Regions from separate parts of the Zea mays genome. Here all the other regions are linked to region 2. Evidence: chromatin contacts called from public Hi-C data. All regions are on one chromosome and are shown on one strand. The core of a region is the stretch at or near the end of the contact, and the rest is flanking DNA. Distances in the headings are between cores, read along the strand shown.

Region 1 (4,385 bases), core at 1,872-4,371, 340 kb after region 2:
GGGTGATATAATAAAATATAATAAAAAGTATGGAGACAAATACGGAGAGAATGGTTGAACCGTTTGAGTATGACGACACGAAACGTGCTCTAGCAGGCCCAACCATTGAGTTTTGCCGGTCAAGGAGTCAGGAGGAGAGGCTCATCTTGGACGGGCCCGATCACGCCCTCATGGTCTCCCGGATAGGCCCTCCTCCCCAATGAGTAGGCCATTCTTTCGTCACGGTCCAATCCAATGAGCATGAAATAATTAGTACATTATAAAAAAAAACACCGATCACGGAAATTAGACCTATGAATTAATTATAAAAACTAATATATCTAAAATTATAATAAAAATGTACACCAAAGTATACTTATATCATGTATCTACTTATTACAGAATTTTTGTATTTTATAAATTTCAATGATTTACTATGTTTTTTTAAAGTTTTAGCTAAAACAAACATAAAAAAGAGGAAAAAAGTTAAAACTGTGCATATATAGGTGAGAATTCAAACATTGGTTGATGACTCCACAATCACACCTAACTAACCAATAAAAACAAACAATTTTTTGTTTTATTAAAACAGTTTATGCGATTGAGAAAATTTACGATGTCTATCAAAGGATGTGACGCCCTAAGAAAAAAACTGACGTCGTTGCCAGTACCTATAGACTATAGTAGATGGTTAAGATCATGATCTGTTTACTAATAAAAATCCTGTACAGCCAAAAACTACCATCGTGTTCGTACTAACACATCGGTGGAAAGGAAGATTTAGCACAAACACTGTCCAAGGCAATATAAAATTGCATAATGCTACTACTAATTAATTAGTACACCGACAGAAGCAAACATCCGACAAACGCTCCCTATGTACAACAACGCATCACCGTGCCCGTTCAATTCGAACCATGAACCAAGTGCTGAAGGCGGGAGGGAGACTCTCTTAATCCCCCCACAGCTTCTCAGCACACGCTGCTCAAATACTTAACAATGTCATCATCATCTACTACTCGGTACGCTCTCAACTCAACTCAACTCAGTCTCAGCAAACTAAACCCTCGTCATCTGGTCCGTCTGGAGCCGCCGCAGCTCGACCACGACGACGCTGATGTTGTCCCTGCTGCCGCGGGACAAGGCCAGCTCCGCGAGCAGCGCGGCGGCGTCCGCGGCGGTGCGGCCGGCCACGGACCCGGGGAACCTGGAGGCCGCGCGCCCGCTCAGGCAGCTCCTGGCGATCTTGCACGCCGCCTCGTTGGAGACCACGTCCCACAGCCCGTCGCTGGCCAGGATGAGGAACTCGTCCCGCTCCGTCCGCTCCACCACCGTCACCTCCGGCTCCGCGCTCACGTACGGCTTCAGGTAGTAGTCGCCTGGAGCAATGGCAGCGACGCTGAGTACGGTATGGCATATATGAAAACGGGATGGATCATGGAAGGAGATGATGGGTCTTCTCTTCTTCTTACCGATGGACCTGGAGGTTGCCAGGACTCCCAGCACGCGGTAGCCGTTCCAGTTGACGACTCTGCCGCCGGCTGCTTCCACCCTCTGCATCTCGTCCGGACGGTCCGGCTGCACAATCAGAACGACCATTAGTTAGGCCAGCTTTGTAGAGTGAGGTTTTGAAATATAGAGTGAGGTAGGAATGCTGGCGCTCAGCAGAGCCAGAGCTTGCGTACTAGAGTGTTCTTGCGCTAATTAAACAGAACATCTCCTTCGGAACAGCCTAAACCAGCAGGTATGTAGGTCGCAACTAAAAAGAAGGGAACATATACCTGGCCTAATCGGTCACAGCTAGAAAGGTAGCATTCGTAGCAGTAATCCCATCGCCTACAATTTATAGCTGCCGGAATAGTTGGCGCACGCTGCTCCTCAAACCGAGCACACTATGCCAGAAACAACACCGACCAGTCCACTGGGATGGAGAGGAGAGACCCGACCCATGGGGCAAGGCGACGGAACCTACTACTAGCGTCGAGGACCAGCAGTGCTGCGGCACCACACTACTCACCAGCCAGCTTCAGCTTTTCTTCCCCCAGGGCCAGGGAGATCACCTACGTGTCGTCCCATCTCATGAGCATGGAACGGTACCACCCAACAACTGCGACCAACTCGGGCCGGGCCGGGCCGGCAGCGAAATTCGCCAACGGGCACTGAAACAGTGTGACACTGACCGATACGCGACGATGGAAGTCGTCGTGGTGGTTGAGCCTTGACGGAACATTCGGGAGACTGCTAAAATCCTGTACTGTGTCGTGCGGGGTTAGAAAATTAGATCTGATGGGTGAATGACGCTTCTTGCTCGGGCGCAGATCACTCTTGCAGATTAAACAATAACCCAGACGACAGCAGCCGTGTTTTAATTTATTATTATGCATTCGTAGTCGCCTCCCGTGCGACGTACGTACCTTGTGATCGCTGGAGAGAGGCACCGCGACGCCGCCGCGTGAGAGCACGGCGCGGGAGTCGCCACAGTTGCCGACGACGATGCGGCGCCGGCCCACGACGGCGACGACGGCGGTGGACCCGACGGTGCGGTAGGGCAAGCTGCTGCCGGCGTCGTCATGGTGCGGGGACGACAAGCCGCCGGTCACCTCGCCGTCCACTCGGGCGAAGCTGGCCGCCATGGCCTCCTCCCAGCGCAGGTCGTCGCTGCCGCTGCGGCGGCGGCGCAGGCCGACCTCCTCGGCCAGCACCACGTGCATCCGCTCCCGGCACGCCTCCGCCACCCTTGCACCGCCGTGGCCATCGTACACGGCGAAGAAGTCCAGCTCCTGCTCCTGCTCGCCGCCCACCGCCTCCGAGGCCAGGAACGAGAGCGCGACGGCGAACGCGTCCTCCATCTCCCTCCGCCGCCCGATCACCGACACGGCGCCATGCGATAGGCGCGCCGGCCAGCAGCAGCCGTCCGTCGCCGTCTCCAGAGACGAGTCGTACGGCGACCTCTGCGACCCCGACCGGATTCTCTTCGTCGGAGCAGGCCCCTCCGTGGCACGCCCGAGCCGGCGGCGGCGGCGGGCGGAGGCGGCGCCCACATCCCCGCCCCCGTCCGCCGCAGCGGCCTTGCACAAGGCGGGGCCCTCGTCCCTGGCGGCGCCGTTCTCCCTCATGTATCCGTCCCGTCCACACTCGCAAAGCGACGGCGAAGAAACGAGGCCGGCGACGCGTGGGGTCGAGCCGGGGTTTAAAAACGACCGCAGGCCGAGGAGGACGGGGAGACGCGGCGGAGGCCGTCGGATCCCGCGCGAGCGGCTGGGCGCGCGCCAGCGCCGCGGGGACGTGGACGGGCGAGATCGCCGGGGGCGCGTGGCGTGGGCGCGCCCGATGCGCCCGCCTGGGCTCCCGCGGCGAAAATATCCTGTGCGCCCGGCGCATGGACCGCGGCGCGCCGCGCGCGTGGCTCGCGCGAGCGGGCCCCTGCGCGCAGTGACTCTGGCGTTGGGTGGGGCGCGTGCACGGGGAGGATCGGAGCGGCTGGACCACCGGGTCGCGCGTTGGGCCCCGCCCGGGGGGCTACGTGGAGGAGGGCCGAGGAAAGGAGGACGTGGGGCACGCCGCGCGATGCGACTGTGTCCCAGGGACAAATGTTAGGACGCGAGGGCCACTGCCTTTTTTTTTCCGTGCAAGAAAGCGGATTCTTCTACTGCTAGTTACGTCCTTGTTGACCCACGGAACAGAACCAACGAAGAACAGCACGTAACGTTTTGGTTCCGGTTTTTTTTTCCCACCAGTTCAATCAAAAGCTCTATCAAAACTAAAAATCAAGACAGAGATAGTGACGCCGAAGCCGTTTTCTGTGGATAAATAAAAGCTCTGGATTTATCATTATTTTTAAGAAGCCGAAGCCAAAGCCAAACCTGTAGCGTTTTCCGGCGTTTCGTCGACCGAATCACCGAATGCAGTAGTAGGACAGCAGCAGACAGACAGCAGTGACATACTGACACATTGTGAAGTTTAAACAAAGGCTTGCGTTGCAAGGTGGGCCGGGGAGGGACGCGTGGCGCAGTCCCGTCGCCAGCGCGCCACGCTCCACGCGTGACTGACACTGACCCCGCCGCGTCCGACGACTCCTGTAGTCATGTACTACTTACGCCGTTTGAGTGGCAGAGGCGGACGAGGACGCGGACGCGGGCCCCGGCGGCGGCGCCGCTCCCGGACGGACACGGCACGCACTGCACGCGCGACCTACGCTATGAGCGCGCCGCGACGTGGAGGGCCTACGCCGCCGCGCGGCAGCGGCACCACCGGTTGCGGAGCGCCGTAGGGGTGGGCGGGTGGCGCAGGCGGACGGCCCGTCCACGCTCTCGCGTCCTGTCCTCGGTCGCCATGCCTGCTGCATGTCTTCCCAAGCGCTCCCTGCTCACCCGTCACCACGCGTCCGGTCCAGCGCAGGCGGCAGG
Region 2 (4,772 bases), core at 1,338-3,837:
CACAAATAATAGGACTAACTAGTTTGCTCTAGATTATATGTTCCACAGGTGCCAAAGGTTCACAATAAACCAATACAAAGTTAAAATAAAGGGTTCAAAACAAAGGAGCAAAGGAAACCGAAGTGTGCCCTGGTCTGGCGCACCGGACTGTCCGGTGTGCCACCAGACAGTGTCCGGTGCACCAGGGAGGATCGACCTCAAACTCTTTAGCTTCGGGTTTCTCAGGCGCAGCTCCGCTATAATTTACCAGACTGTCCGGTGTACCACCGAACTGTCCGGTGTGCCAGCGGAGCAACGACTACCTGCGTGCAACGGTTGACTCTGTAAAGTGAATAGTGCAATTCAGATGTCAGAGCAGAAGGTCAGAGGGGCACCGGACTGTCCGGTGCCGCATGAGAACAAAGCCTCCAACGGTCAACCAGCTCCAAGCCCTAACGGGAGGATGACGTGGCGGCGCACCGGACGCTGTCCGGTGGCGCACTGGACTGTCCAATGCGCCCATCGCCAGCACCCTTCTCCAACGGCTACAATTTGGTTGGTGGCTATAAATACCACCCCAACTGGCCACTTCAAAGTGTGGGAGCCCAAGCAACATTCCAAGTCATATAGTTGACATATTCAAGCCCTCCCAACCACCTCTATTCATTGATCCATCCTATACACGAGATTTAGACCACTACAACCAACACAAGTGCCACAAAAGAGAGAGCAAGCAAGAGAGAGCTACTCGTTTGAGTTTAGGGCTAGTGCCTTGTGAGATTCATTGAGAGAAAGTGTGTGCTACATCTTGTGTTCATTTGCGCGTGGAGTTTTGACTCTCATTGAACTTCCTCCAAAGTTTTGGAGGTTTGTAAAGCTAGCAAGAGACACCAAAGAGTGTGGTGATCCTTGCAGGGTCTTAAGTGATCCTTGAGAAGAAGAAGAGCTCGCCGGTCTTTGGTGATCGGTGGAGAGAGGGAAAGTGTTGAAAGAGACCCGTTCTTAGTGGACTCCTCAACGGGGACTAGGCCTTCGAGGGCCGAACCTCGGTAAAACAAATCACCCGTGTCTCTTGTGTTCATTTCTTGTGATTTGTTTGCTTTCCCTCATACTAAGTTTTCCTTGCAATATTCTTTGCTAGCATTATTTGATGTTGCTTCAAATTAAATTCTCATTTAGTGAAGCAACACCTTGCAAGAAAGAACTTGTGTTATTGCTCTTCTTATCTAAGTCCTCTTGCTTTATTCTCATAGACTTATTAATTGTATTGATTTATCAATTCCGCATTATTTGAAAGCAATACTCTTTACAAGCAAATGACTTAGTTTTTATACTCCGATAATTGTGTATCTTGTTCTAACCACTAATCAAGGGATCTAGTTGGATTTAAAATTATAAATTTCAGGTTTCGCCTATCCACCCCCTCTAGGCGACTTTCAATTTCACTATTTCAGTATGCTTTTGATGAATCTGGAGGAAGTCTGCAACTTGACATTGTCAACGGGAAGTTGAAGTGGCTAGCAGGACCCAAACCTCCTTATCCTGATATGCCACTTTGTTATCTCGATGCTTCAACCTCGAGCTGCAATGCCCCATACATTTATAATTTGGTTCTTCATGTTGACAAGCTCATTGCATACATTCCATAGACCATCTTATAGTTTTGATTGTCTCATTTCTTTGTTATACAATACAGAACGAATATGATGTAAAATTGGCCCATGCTTGATGGCATTGAGTCCTTAGATAAGCTCAACATTGATTCTTTGTAAAACTTACTTGACAGTTGTGGAGAGTTGTCGTTTTCTCTCTTGTTGTTGCCCACTTTATTTTGTCCGCTATTACTATTGTAGCAATAGCAGTCACAACAAGAGGCAAAGAGAGATAGAGATTGTTTTGCGATGCTACAGCTGCAAGAGAAAGATGTTCATTCTATAGCAACGTACGAGTATTCATCTAGTATTAATATACGAAGAAAACATGTCCGCCTTCTTGGCATGGAGGGCAACGAGAGTATGAGACCTTCCCGTGATGCCACCTCCGTTCTCGGTAAGGTCGCCGGCCGGTCTTATCGTTTTGCATCGTGATTTGGTGCCTTCGCCTTGGTGGCCGCACTGCAGTTGTTCAGTTCAAGCGCATGTAAATCAATCATCATGTGCTTGCAATCTTTAGGGCATGTACAACCCAGATACGGCTGCACGGTACTCCAAGTATAAGACACAGCTAAAACACAACATAATACAGTGGTCGTGTCTAAAACGTGTGTCTTACCATATTCATTGTACCAATCAGAGCATTCAATAAATTAAAGTGACCAATCAGCTAGCCTCCTATCTCGAACATAGAGCTAAGACACTGTGTCTTCGTCAAGATACATGTCTTGAGTTTTTTTACATTCACCCCCCTAGACACACTCTAAAACACAACTTAAGACACTCATTGTACATGCCCTTAGCAGACACGAGAGGGAAACCAGCAACCGGTCCGGCCCATAACATGGACCTCAAGGAAGGCCCAAGTACTTCAAAGGCCGAGCCCACATCCTCAACGAAATATCGCCAATCGCCACCCAGAACTGAACCCACCAAAAAAAAAAACAAAAATATCCAAACCCATCAAGCGGAGCAGCAGAGGTTTATCCCTACCAGCCTACCACTCCCCCCCAACGCGGCGACGGCGGAAATGGACGCCAAGCTGCTGCTCCCCTTCCCCTTCGCGCCGGCCGCGGCCACCAGGTCCCCCAAGTCGCTCTTCCTTGGCGCCCCGCTCCCGCCGCCGCCGCGGCCGCCGCCGTTCCCGCTGCGCCTCCGCCCGCGGCCCGCGGCGGTGGTGGCGCAGGCCGCCGTGAAGCGCCGCAAGGAGGCCCCCTTCGACACCGTGATCCAGCGGGACAAGAAGCTCAAGCTGGTGCTCAAGCTGCGCAACATCCTGGTGGCGCAGCCCGACCGCGTGATGAGCCTCCGCGAGCTCGGCCGCTTCCGCCGCGACCTCGGCCTCACCCGCAAGCGCCGCCTCATCGCGCTCCTCAGGCGCTTCCCGGGCGTCTTCGACGTCGTCGAGGAGGGCGTCTACTCCCTCCGCTTCCGCCTCACGCCGGCCGCCGAGCGCCTCTACCTCGACGAGCTCCGCCTCAGGAACGAGTCCGAGGGCCTCGCCGTCGCCAAGCTCCGCAAGCTGCTCATGATGTCGCAGGAGAAGCGCATCCTCATCGAGAAGGTCGCGCACCTCAAGCACGACCTCGGCCTCCCGCCCGAGTTCCGCGACACCGTCTGCCTCAGGTACCCGCAGTACTTCCGCGTCGTCCGGATGGACCGGGGCCCGGCGCTGGAGCTCACGCACTGGGACCCCGAGCTCGCCGTCTCCGCGGCGGAGCTCGCCGAGGAGGAGAGCCGGGCGAGGGAAGCTGAGGAGAGGAACCTCATCATCGACCGCCCACTCAAGTTCAACCGTGTCAGGCTCCCCAAGGGCCTCAAATTGACGCGGGGGGAGGCCAGGAGGATTGCGCGGTTCAAGGAGATGCCCTACATTTCCCCATATGCCGACTTCTCGCACCTGCGCTCCGGATCAGACGAGAAGGAAAAGCACGCTTGTGGAGTGGTTCATGAAATTCTTAGCTTAACGGTGGAGAAGCGCACGTTGGTGGACCACCTCACGCACTTCAGGGAGGAGTTCAGGTTCTCGCAGTCCCTGCGCGGCATGATCATTCGTCACCCGGACATGTTTTACGTATCGTTCAAAGGGGATAGGGACTCGGTCTTCCTCCGTGAGGCGTACAAGGACTCGCAGCTGGTCGAGAAGAACCAGCTGGTGCTACTTAAGGAGAAAATGAGGGCTCTTGTGGCCGTACCACGCTTCCCCAGAAGGGCCGCAGTTGGGACTGGCGAGGAGGCTGAGGGAATGAATGGATCATTGCAGTCGCGGGACCAAGTGAGTGACGAGGAATACGACGATGAAGATGAGGGGCTCTCTGATATGGAAGATCTGATTAGTGAGCTTTCTGGTGGCAAATCGGATGCTGACTACGAGTGGGGTGATGGCTGGTTTGGTGAGAACGATGACTCACCGCCAGACTTTGGAGACGACGAAGTCAAGGTCGCCATGAAAATTGCTGATGGTTCTGCCAACGGCAGCGCACCTGTTCCTGTATTTCCTGATGGCAGACCAAGGGAACGGTGGTAAATTGAGGTGTTTTTGAACTTCTGATTGATAGAATCGTTAATCTATAATCTTAGTTCTTTTATCATAGTATCTAGTTGCAAAGCCCTTTGTCTTTTGAGTCGCCCTGCTGATTCCTGTCACCAAGCACATCACCCTTCGAGGAACCCACATGGCAATGCTAAAAAGTCACTATACAAGCACAATCCTCTAGTGAATGTTAAAGGCATACAGATTCGTAAGCCTATATTTCATATAAATGTGCATAATCAACGCGGTTGGTGTTTCTTAGTTTTGAATTGTAGTAACAGTTATCTAGTTTAGTTCTCATATTTGGCAATTTATAGACTAAAATGGAATAAAATAGAGGGACTAAAAATTAGTCCCTATAAACCAAACACCCCGAAGTATGCACTGAACTATATGTCAGGATAGTGTATCAGTAGGCTATGCATGAATATCTAGCATCTTTGTTGGACATCTTGACCCGTTTTTTCATGAAAAAAAAAATCCAGTTGCTATGAAGTCATGCTTTTTTAGGGAAAAAAAGGAATAGTTCTGACCTCTACAGCCAGCCAGTTCTTACAAAGTTTTCAGCTCAGTTGCTATTGCTGGTGATCATAAAAAACGAGGGAAAG
Region 3 (4,220 bases), core at 1,655-4,154, 320 kb before region 2:
GTGGTGGCCCGAAGCGAAGATTGAGGAGGTCCTTGAACCGCCCCCAGGATGGTGTGCCCTCGTCGTCCTGCAGCTGGATGAACCACAGCTGCGCGACGTCCTCCAGATTATAAGAGGCCATCCACACGCGTTCCTCCGCCATGGTGCGTTGTTGGCGAAAATAGGATTCACATTTGTTGATGAAGAGCATCGGGTCGGTGGTGCCATCGAACCGGGGAAAGTCGAGCTTCTGGAACCTGGGGGGCCAATCCACACGAGGGGGATCCTCGCGCTCGCCGCCGCCGTCGGTGGACGACGAGGATGACTTGTCCTTTATGGTGGCTTTCACGGCAGCCAACTCGGTTTGGAAAAACTGCATCAGCTCCATGAGGTCCTTGATGGTGGGCTCAGCCATGGTGATGGAGTGGTCGGTGGAGGCGGTGGGCGTGGAAGGGGATGGTGGAGGGCAAGGGCGGGTGGGTGAGGATCGACGTGACGCTGATACCAGGTTGTCAAGCGCCTCGACGCCCAACGTCGCTGGACCGCGGCTACGCAGTTCGTAGTCGCGCTCCAGACCTTCACCGTGAGGGATTCCTCACCGGTGGCTTGAGAGAGGCAAGGGAGAAGAGCAGTTTTGGATAATTGATCTTTCTTGATTATTTCCCAGCCTATTACACGGCATATATATAGCCTCTGGTTCAACCAACCTTTCCTATGATTAAGGCATATGAAAAGGAAACTAATCTTAACCAATCTCTCCTATTATTAAGGCATATGAAAAGGAAACTAATCTTAACCAATCCCTCCTATTATTAAGGCATGCAAGAGGGAAACTAATCCTTATCTTTCTAAACTTAGCCACTGATTGTGGCGCCTGCCTTGGCTGCGCGATCTGCAGCCCTCCTGGCGTCACGACGGCGCCTGTAAGTGCGGCCGTACATGACATACTACTACCAAATACATAAAAGTTAGAAGAACAACCAAAGGTTTTAAGACACCACATGTAATTCTAACTTCTAAACTACAACTCGACCACCTTGTGCTGTACACATAATCTGATTATATTATAAGCGACACAATAAAAAGAAAGGTGTTGTAAGCACTCACTGGGTTTCCAATGGCATATACTTTCTGACCAACCAGTAGGTCTGCTGACACACCAACAGGTATAGGTCTTAGTTTATCCTTTGGTGCTTCGATACGCAAAACAGCAACATCCTTGTCCTGGTCAAATCCAACAACTTGTGCTTCATACACTGACTGATCAGCAAGTGTGACCCTGCATAAAACTATCAGTTGTATCTTCGCTTTGCCACTATACATATCTAGGCATCATCAACATACAAAAGCCATTGAAAAAAAGAAAGAAACATGTATGGATGTTTTACAATTGTGTCTGATCCCAGTCGAGATCATTAGACATTAGCAGTGAGACGGGCACAACCGCAGAGCATTACCACACAAAGATTTGGTTAGCATAAATAAGAACATTCTGCGTTGTTAACTTGAATAATTAGATCTTTTGCATTGAAATATCCAAGTGTAGCATTAGGTATTTACTACTCGAAATTGGGATGCAAGGAACTTGTAGAGCAAGCAGTATCTTTTCTAAACCTTTCGGTAATGCAGATGCATCCCATAACTTCTAACAGCCAGATAGTGAAGCTGTAGAACAAGTGTCATGTTGCTTCTGCTGCACTAAAATATAAGCCCTTTTGGACATACTAATTTTGCTCCGACTAGGTCTTGTAGGGAGAGCCAAATTGACAATGAAGCATTACTAATGGGCCCTGTTTGTAGTTTGCTGGGGCCGATCAGTAACTGCTTTGCCCCAGCTTACCAACAACACATTGAAGCACCACAACTCCTTTCTCCCCGCTCTGTCCACTTGAAATTATTGGAAGGCTAGACCATATTTTAATGAAACACCAGCGACCCTAACCATTAATACAAGAATCGACAAGCTTCGATTTGAGCACAACCAAACGGCTAAGAAAACGTAGAAGGAAAGCATGAAGCCCTCCGGAGTCCCGACCAACCTAAGGTCTGACGCGCCACGGATGACATGGAAATTGGTGACGATGTGGCCGCTCTTATCCCAGACAAAGCCGGACCCGGACCCCTGCGGCACCTCGAGCACGTCGAGCGTGAACGCGTCCTGCCTACACACGCAGCATGCGGAAGAGATTAGAGCCTCATCCAGCCTCTGACTGCAATCGGGATGAAGTGAGGGCTCCCGACACACAACGGCTCACTGGACGGGAGCCGGGAGTGGCAGGCACGGAACCGGGGCGGGGAGGCCCACCTGACGGCGAGGTTGGTGATGTAGACGACGGAGGGTGTGTTCTCCTGGAAGAGGCGCACGGTGGCGAGCTCGTCCGCCTGCAGCTTCCGCGGCGTGGATACGACGAACGCGGAGGCCGCGCCGGCGTCGCCGAGGACGAGCGACGCGGAGGCGAGCGCGACGATGAGGGAGCCCGCGGCCGACGACAGCAGCCGGCCCGCGGCCTCGGCGGGGACCAGGTCGCGGAGCCGCCGCGCCCACGGCCATGGCGACGGGAGGGCGAACGAGGAGGCGGAGGCGGGCGTGGGCTCGGCGGCGGCGGCGCGCGCGAGGTGCCTGAGGAAATGACGCGGGCGGCGAGGCGGCGGGAGCGGGGAGACGAAGCAGGCTGTGGCGGCGGAGGACGGTGCGGCCATCGGGCTGCTGTTGCTTGTGCGCGCGGGGTCAGGCCGTCAGGGGAGTGGAGTGTGAGCGCAGCCGCCCGCGGCCGGGCCGGGGGTGTTGGTTTGCCGATGACGAGTGGATGCGCTGCGTTGCTGCTTGGCGCTTCCTACTGGCCCCGTCTCGCTTCCTACTGTCGGGATAGCTCGCGTGTGTCGTTTCGCGCTGCTTCGGGGCGGGGCGGGGCGGAACAGAACGGAGCTTCCCCAATGCAGTGCCATGTCATGCCATTCCATGCCATTGGTGGATGCTTCGCGAGGCCCGAATTTTTTATATTTTAGCCATTTTTTGGAAAAAAATTCACGTTTAGACCTTAAAACATTTTAATGTCATTTTTGGACCCTTTGCTCGGCGCCATAGCCAATGGCGCCGAGGTAACACAGCTCGGCGCCATAGGCTATGGCGCCGAGGTGCGTGTTACGCTGGCACAAACGGACGTCGTGGCACCGACGTGGCACCGACATGGAACCGAGCTCGGCGCCATAGATCTTGGCGCCGAGCTCTGTTATGTACACAAAACATGTCTAGTTCAGTTGGTAGAGCTCAAGGTTTTTAACCTTGTGGTTGTGGGTTCAAGCCCCATGATAGGCATGTTTTCATACTTTTTTTTGTCTTTGACACTGATTTTTTTTGTTGTCCAGATTTTTCATTTATGTCGCTGATTTGTCCGTCTAGATTTATTTCTTATCCAGATTTTTTGTTTTTGTGACTGATTTGTTTATCCGTCCATATTTTTTTCGTTTATTAAGCTTAAGGAAACGTACTTACATTGGTTAGCGACCACCGGTTTAGCTATGGTGCATCGTGGTTTTTTTCGTTTATGCCGCTGATTTGTCCGTCCAAATTTATTTCTCATCTTGATTTGTTTTTGCTTTTGCGACTGATTTGTTTATTACATTTTGTTTAATAGTACTGAATAATCCGTCTAGCCCTTGGTGCATTGTAAACCCCACATGCTTAAGCTTGATTCCGTCCTCTCGCTAATTACAAGTGATTTTAAACATTAAATAATATACTAAAAACTGAAGTACACCATTTAAAATGTTAAAAATATTTATATCATAAACAAATGATTGTGTTAATCTTACATTAGTAGTGATGTACAATGATAAATTTTAATTAATATTAAAAAGTATAATTTCGAATACATTAGATTATTGGAGTTTTAGAGTCCAAAATATAAATATACTTAATAAACAAAAAGATTATAATTAGAGTCCAAAATATAAATATACAAGGTATAAATAAACAGTGACTTGATGATTTTATAAAGTACTTTGTACTTCCATAGGGTGGGTTACTTATGTGCATGGTACTTGCGTCACGCAGTTTGAATAAACAAAAACAAAAAATATCTAGATGAATAAATAAATCGGTCACAAAAACAAAAAAACTAGATGAAAAATAAATCTGGACGGACAAATCAGCGACATAAACGAAAAATATAGACAACAAAAAACAAATTAGTGATAAAAAAAATACGTCCACGATGGAGCTTGAACCCACAACCTCAAAG

Evidence for each region. Hi-C and Micro-C count contacts between places; a contact is called where the count stands out from the background.
Region 1: a Hi-C map of bundle sheath shows a contact between it and region 2, with 6 times the contacts expected there. The contact joins the promoter of LOC100381666 here to the promoter of LOC100277394 in region 2. A contact is called at or near these places in 8 of 25 Hi-C or Micro-C datasets (bundle sheath, ear, endosperm and 2 more).
Region 3: a Hi-C map of ear shows a contact between it and region 2, with 2.1 times the contacts expected there. The contact joins the promoter of LOC100279259 here to the promoter of LOC100277394 in region 2.

Annotation. Positions count from the first base shown.
Region 1 is chr8:73,965,710-73,970,094 of Zm-B73-REFERENCE-NAM-5.0, forward strand. It overlaps LOC100381666, which reads right to left and starts at 3,122. Exons shown (of 3, transcript NM_001174481.1): 1 at 2,394-3,122; 2 at 1,452-1,557; 3 at 762-1,358. The coding sequence starts at 3,095. The coding sequence ends at 1,039.
Region 2 is chr8:73,626,547-73,631,318 of Zm-B73-REFERENCE-NAM-5.0, forward strand. LOC100277394 (what's this factor1) reads left to right here and starts at 2,588. Exons shown (of 1, transcript NM_001150962.3): 1 at 2,588-4,222. The coding sequence starts at 2,662. The coding sequence ends at 4,158.
Region 3 is chr8:73,304,200-73,308,419 of Zm-B73-REFERENCE-NAM-5.0, forward strand. It overlaps LOC100279259, which reads right to left and starts at 2,905. Exons shown (of 8, transcript NM_001350282.1): 1 at 2,285-2,905; 2 at 2,019-2,141; 3 at 1,087-1,258. The coding sequence starts at 2,679.